2 separate regions of the Dromaius novaehollandiae genome follow, and region 1 is linked to region 2. Evidence: chromatin contacts called from public Hi-C data. All regions are on one chromosome and are shown on one strand. Each heading gives the region's core, a stretch centred on a gene start, on an enhancer-like site or on the middle of the called end of the contact. The rest is flanking DNA. Distances are from core to core; before and after follow the strand shown.

Region 1 (2,700 bases), core at 192-2,691, 230 kb before region 2:
CTCGTGGACACAGCCTAGCTTTCACAGCCCTGGGGACTTCTCAGACCCCGTGGGGCTGGCAGCACGCTCCTGCTCTGCACGGCCAATTAGCCACACTCAGAACATCAGGCAGATATTTCCCAGGGATGACTCAGGTGAGCTGATCCCGTTAGATCCTTCCAAGGGAATTTTCTCCATGATGCCTTGATGAGAAACAAGCTCCCCTCCAGCAACAGTGAGGTCTGGTTGTGGCTGCTGTTCTAACAGAAACAGGGAGTTACAGCTAGACCTGCCAGCAGCAGCACTGAAGCTAGAAAAGGAGCAAAAGTTCAGGTTGACTACATGTCATAATTCTAAAATGACTGCAGCTGTAACATCTGCTCCTTAAGCTTTAACGCAACTCTGCATAATTTTAACTTTTTTTTTTCCCCTCTCTTTAACAGGAGTGCACACTGCTGCCTGAGACTCCATGCGCTCAACCTCATCGCAGTAAGGGACTTCAAATGAATTAGTTCACTGTGAATAGCATGAAAGGGTTAACGCAGGGCAGGAAATATTTTTAAAGAAATGGATGCTTTTCGATTATTGACTTTTTACGCAGGTCTTTTATGGGTGGCAATGCCATTATTTGTTTCTCAGCCTTTTCTCTGGCTGACTCGAGGGAAGCATGGGACATACTGAAAAGAAGCCTTGCAAATGAGCTCAGGGAACCTCCGTGATTTCACTGTTAATTACAGCTGGGGGAACTGCAGGAATGTCACTGCCACGGTGTGGAGGAAACACTATTTACTGTAATTGTTCCTGTTCTGCTAGCCTTATGGTAACTATACGTCATTGATACTAGGCAAAACTTAAAATGCTTAGATCTTGGTGGACTGGGGGATGTTTTGGAAAACCGCTTTGCATCAAAACTTAAGAAGCCCCCTCCAAAGGAAGTCTTTCTCTTGCTGCTCCAGCCCAGCGAAAGCGTGGTTTTCAGACCAAGCAAACACCTGCAGGTCTGCTGCACTGTCCGCTCTCGTCCTGCCTCGCAAACGCCGGCTGCGATGAGCATTGCTAGGCACAAGATGTCACTGAGGAGCCAGAATGAGGAGGTTCAGTGCAGCCGCGCATCTGCCCAACTTGATCTTCCAGGGAAGGCGAGAGCTGGGGCTGCGGAAGCAGGGACTGAGGAGGGGGCACGGCTGCAGGACCCGCAGCTATAAAAAGGTGCTGAAGAAAGGGAGGGAGGTATCTGCTCCCCGCTCCCCGCGCCGAGAGTCGCGGGCGCAGCCGGCAGCGGGGCAGGGGAGGCGCCCAAACCCTCCCCGGCGGCGCGGGGGGGTCAGCGACGGCTCACGGCTGCGTCTCGCCCGTGGCAGCCCCGCCGGTGCGGGACACGCCGCCGGGGCCGCGGTCGCGGGGCGGGGCGGCGGGGAGGCCCCACGGGGCGGTGCCGGCCGCGGGGGCGGGGGCCGGGCGGGTACTTAAGGCGGCGGCGCGGGCGGGCGGCTCTCCCGTGCCCCATGGCGCTGCGGAACGGGGCCTGGGCGCTGCCCGCAGCCGCCGCCCGCCTGGGCGCCCCGCGCCGCCCGCGCTCCTCGCCCGCCGCCGCGCCCCGCCCGCCGCAGCCCGCGGAGCGGGGGGCCCCGCCGGCCCCGGCACTGCCTCCGCGGGGCGCCGCCCGGCCGCTGCCGCCGCCGCCCGCCGTGGACTTCGGGGACCCCCGCGAGGCTTTCCGCAGCAAGAGCAACGCCGAGCTGCTGCGCGGGCTGGTGGTGCTGGGGCTGTGCGCCGTGGGGCCGCTGGTGGAGCGCAACCGCGAGGTGGGGGCGCCGCGCCGGGGGGGGGCGGCGGGCGGGGGGGGGAGACGGCGGCGCGCTGACCTCCGCTGTGCCCTAGCTGCTGCTGCTGGCCAGGCGGGTGCTGGGGCAGCCGCTCTTCGAGCGGCTGATGAAGATGACCTTCTACGGGCAGTTCGTGGCCGGGGAGGACCAGGAGGCCATCAAGCCCCTCATCAGGCGGAACCAGGCCTTCGGCGTGGGCGCCGTGCTGGACTACAGCGTGGAGGAGGACCTGACGGCCGAGGAGGCCGAGCAGAAGGAGCTGGAGTAAGTGCGGTGCCGGCGGGCCCCGATGGCGCCGTCGGGGCTCCGTGCCGCGGCTCCCCCCGGAGCTGCGGGCCGAGGCGGCGGGGAGCGGCCCGGAGGGGCCGGTGCTGGAGCCGGAGCTGCCGCCGAGCCGGGAGCCGCGGGCGGTGCCTCCCCCCGAGGGCACCGGCCGCGCCGCGCTCCCGCGTGGGCAGCGCCGGCGGGGCGGCGGGAGGGGGAGGAGCACCGCGTGCTGCGCCCGCCGCCCGCTTTGGCCGGGCTCCCATTGGCTGCCCGCGCCCAGCCCCCCGCTCCCATTGGCTGCGGCGCACGGACCGCCGTGCGTCACGGCCTCGCCTCCCGTGGGCGATTCTGGCACGGCACCGCCCCCCCAATCGCCCGTGGCGGGGCGCTGCCCCTTCCCCGCCCTGCTCTGTGCCCCGGCCGCGGCGCTGCCCCCGCTGACGCCCGGCCCCGGGGGTCGCCCGCCCCCGCACGCGCTCTGCCCCGCGCTCCTGCCCTCCGCCGGCCCCAGCCGCCAGTAGCTCCCCGCTCGGAGCTGCGGTTCCCGCCGGGCCCCTCGTCGCCGAGCTCCCGTCGGGGCGATGCGTGGGCCGCTGGCAGGCGCGCTGCGTGGCCGCCCTGGCGCCGA
Region 2 (2,814 bases), core at 213-2,712:
GGTGCAGGGGGGCTGGTGGGGGAGGACTGTCCTTGCAGGGACCCCGATTTGCTGCAAGGTGATAACTACGTCACTACCACAGCCCATGAGAAGGATGTGGATGCTGTGGTAAATGTAGGAGCATGTGGTGTTACGGGAGGGGACCTGTGCTGCTAATAGGATAGGCAAGGTTGGGTGAAGCCTGTCCTTGTGACAGCTTCTTCTCTAGAACATGGACCAAAAATTACAATGATCTTCCTCTTGTTCCAGGCATAGCAGCAGAAAAAACGGTCCTTCCTGGACCTCTGACAGACGATGCCTCAGGGAATGCAGAGGTGAGGTGTTGCGAGAAATGAAGCCTGAGGCCTGGGACACTAGTGAAGAGGACCCTGGGGCTGGGGAGGAGGCCAGCATGACTGCAGCACTCTGGGCCATGCCATGGGAGCCCTCATGTGGCAGGTTCACAGCCATCACTGGGGACAGTGGGGTCCCTCACTGCCCATTGCTACCACAGCACTGTGTTTGGTGGCAGGAGCTGATCCAGGCTGCCCTCAGGGCCAGTAAAGGGACCTGACTCTGAGGACAGATCAGACTGGCACAACTCTTTAACGCTAGCCTGTTGCCTCCCTGGAGGAATGGCTATCAGCGTCAGCACCACGCATGATGTTGCTGATGTTGTCAGAAGCCTTATCTTGTGCCTCCTTAAAAGTGGTTTCCACTACGTTCTCCTCCCTAGGAAAGCACGAAAGAGCTGCAGCTGGACTCTTCACCAGAGGAAAGCTGCCCGCACTGTGTGAGGGAGGTAAGGGCTCTCCAGCCACAGCCATGCCGTAAGTGCCAGCTTTACCATTCCTTGCAAGGCACTGTCTCACTCAAAGAAAGTGGCGCAGCAGTAAGACTGGGGCTGACCTCAACAGTAATGTGGGAAGTTTAATATACCTTCATAACCTGTTATTCACTGTAATTCTTCAGCCTGCAGAAGTATCCAATCCCTTTTGTTATGCTAACTCAGCATGCATTGTCCCAGTTTTCAAGTTCATCAGTCAAAAGACAATTTCCACTCACTTACATCCAGAATTTATTTTCTCTGCTAAATATTTTGTCTGTCTATGGCCATTGTTTTCTCTCTGCTGATAAACTATGGCAGAAAAGGAGTAGCCCAGGATTTACTCATGAGCAAGACAGCAGCCAACAAAATTTTTTCTCTCAAGAAAAAAGAAAAGTTGCTATCTGGAATTCCCTTGTTTGCAAAATACAACTTAAAAATCTGTGTGTAAAAACGTAGTTGTGGGGCTATAGGAACTGCTTTGCATATCCACTCATTATCCTTCCTATTGATGCATGGGGGGAAAATTGGTGTCTTCCCATCCCTAAGCGTGTTCTGTTGCTGACAGCAGTGTTTAGTCCTCCTTGCAGTGGCTTGTGCACAGGATTTCTCTTGCACACCTTGCCTTTATCATAGCAATGGGTATCCCCTTTAAAGGGCTCGTGAGCCTGTACATTAGCGCATAGCCTATGTGCCTCAGACATGCCCAGTGCTTGTTTCAGATCCTAGGGGAGATGAGTTGCTAGTCAATGATTTTTGCAACCTCTTCACTGACAATGGTGATGCCTTTCTCGGCACCAGATAGAAGCTTCTGCAGTCCCTTGTTTTGAAGGGGTAAAAACAATATGGTATACTTGACACAAAATCTATTCTGGATAGTGAAGAGGCAGAGAAATAACATCACTATGGCAGAGGTGTTTTTGCTCCTGCTGCTGCTTGCGAGGCTCCGAGCCCATGGGCCAAGCTGCATCACACTTTGCAGTTCCCAGCACCCCCTCCTATAAGAAATATCCAGTGTGCAACATCCCATTCAATCCCAAACTAGCATCACTTGTATTACAGGCCCTTCCAAAAGTGACACCAGAGAAGATCCAAAGCTCTCCAAAGGACCATACCTGTTATCGGTAGGAGCTCTTGCGCAAAGCAGAAACACCTTCCCACAGCCCCAGTCATGCATGGCATAACCCTGTTCTCCCCTCCTGTTTGCAGAGTTCACTTTCCTCGAGCAGGGTCCTTCCAGTGCTCTGTGACAGGCCTTGCCTTTGAGGTGAACACGGCAGTGACCATCCAGTACAGATATGCCTCCTGGAACAGGCATCTGAGTGCAGCTGCCCAGGAGGAATGGGTGGTCGCCGGACCCTTGTTCAACATCGAGGTGCAGCCTGGAGCCGTGGGTGCTGTGCATCTCCCCCACTTTGTGTGCCTAGCAGGTAGAGCAGCTGTGGGGATGTGCTTCCTTCAACTCACTCCGTTCCTCTCAGCCACAGCAATTCTCCCAGACCAGCTTCTCTCAGGCCTTCTGCAGTTCTCCTGTCCCCTCTCCCATGGGACTCCTCCAGCATCTGCTCTGAAAGCGGCCTGCCCAATGCAGTGATATAGAAAGATGGCTCCTCAGGGAGATGCCCTAGGACCTCTCCAGACAGGTTTAGGACCAAATTCTTCTTTCTCTCAGAGGCCCTCTGTACTGCCTTGTATTCCCCAACTTTGCTTTGCTGTTCTTCAACCATTTGTTAATCTTCAGTCACTTTTTACTAAACCTTTGCAGTGGTCCCTTCCCTGGCACCACAGTCCCAGCTCCTGCTTTGTTCTCACATCTTCTACTTCTCCTCCCCATTCCCTTTTGCTCTTGTCCTTTTTCCCATTCCCTCCTGAACACTTACCCCTCTTCTCCCAGCTACTGTGATAACCCACAGGGATTACCCCAACTCAGCTGCAGATCAAGCCTCTGAGTCTCTCTCAGAGACCTTCTCAGTCCTTTGTGTCTATTATGGCAGTAGATGGCCAAGGGC

What was found. A called contact is a pair of places that touch in the nucleus more often than the background predicts.
Region 1: a contact with region 2 is called in a Hi-C map of brain, with 3 times the contacts expected there. The contact joins the promoter of PRODH here to the promoter of LOC135323537 in region 2. A contact is called at or near these places in 2 of 4 Hi-C or Micro-C datasets (brain and ovary).

Annotation. Positions count from the first base shown.
Region 1 is chr17:16,342,266-16,344,965 of bDroNov1.hap1, reverse strand. It overlaps PRODH (proline dehydrogenase 1), which reads left to right and starts at 1,441. Exons shown (of 14, transcript XM_026106897.2): 1 at 1,441-1,784; 2 at 1,861-2,069. The coding sequence starts at 1,485.
Region 2 is chr17:16,114,391-16,117,204 of bDroNov1.hap1, reverse strand. LOC135323537 (caspase recruitment domain-containing protein 8-like) reads left to right here and starts at 1,462. Exons shown (of 7, transcript XM_064522361.1): 1 at 1,462-1,929; 2 at 2,015-2,235. The coding sequence starts at 1,760. It overlaps LOC112987152 (polyubiquitin-like), which reads left to right. Exons shown (of 4, transcript XM_026106894.2): 3 at 250-314; 4 at 716-1,466. The coding sequence ends at 913.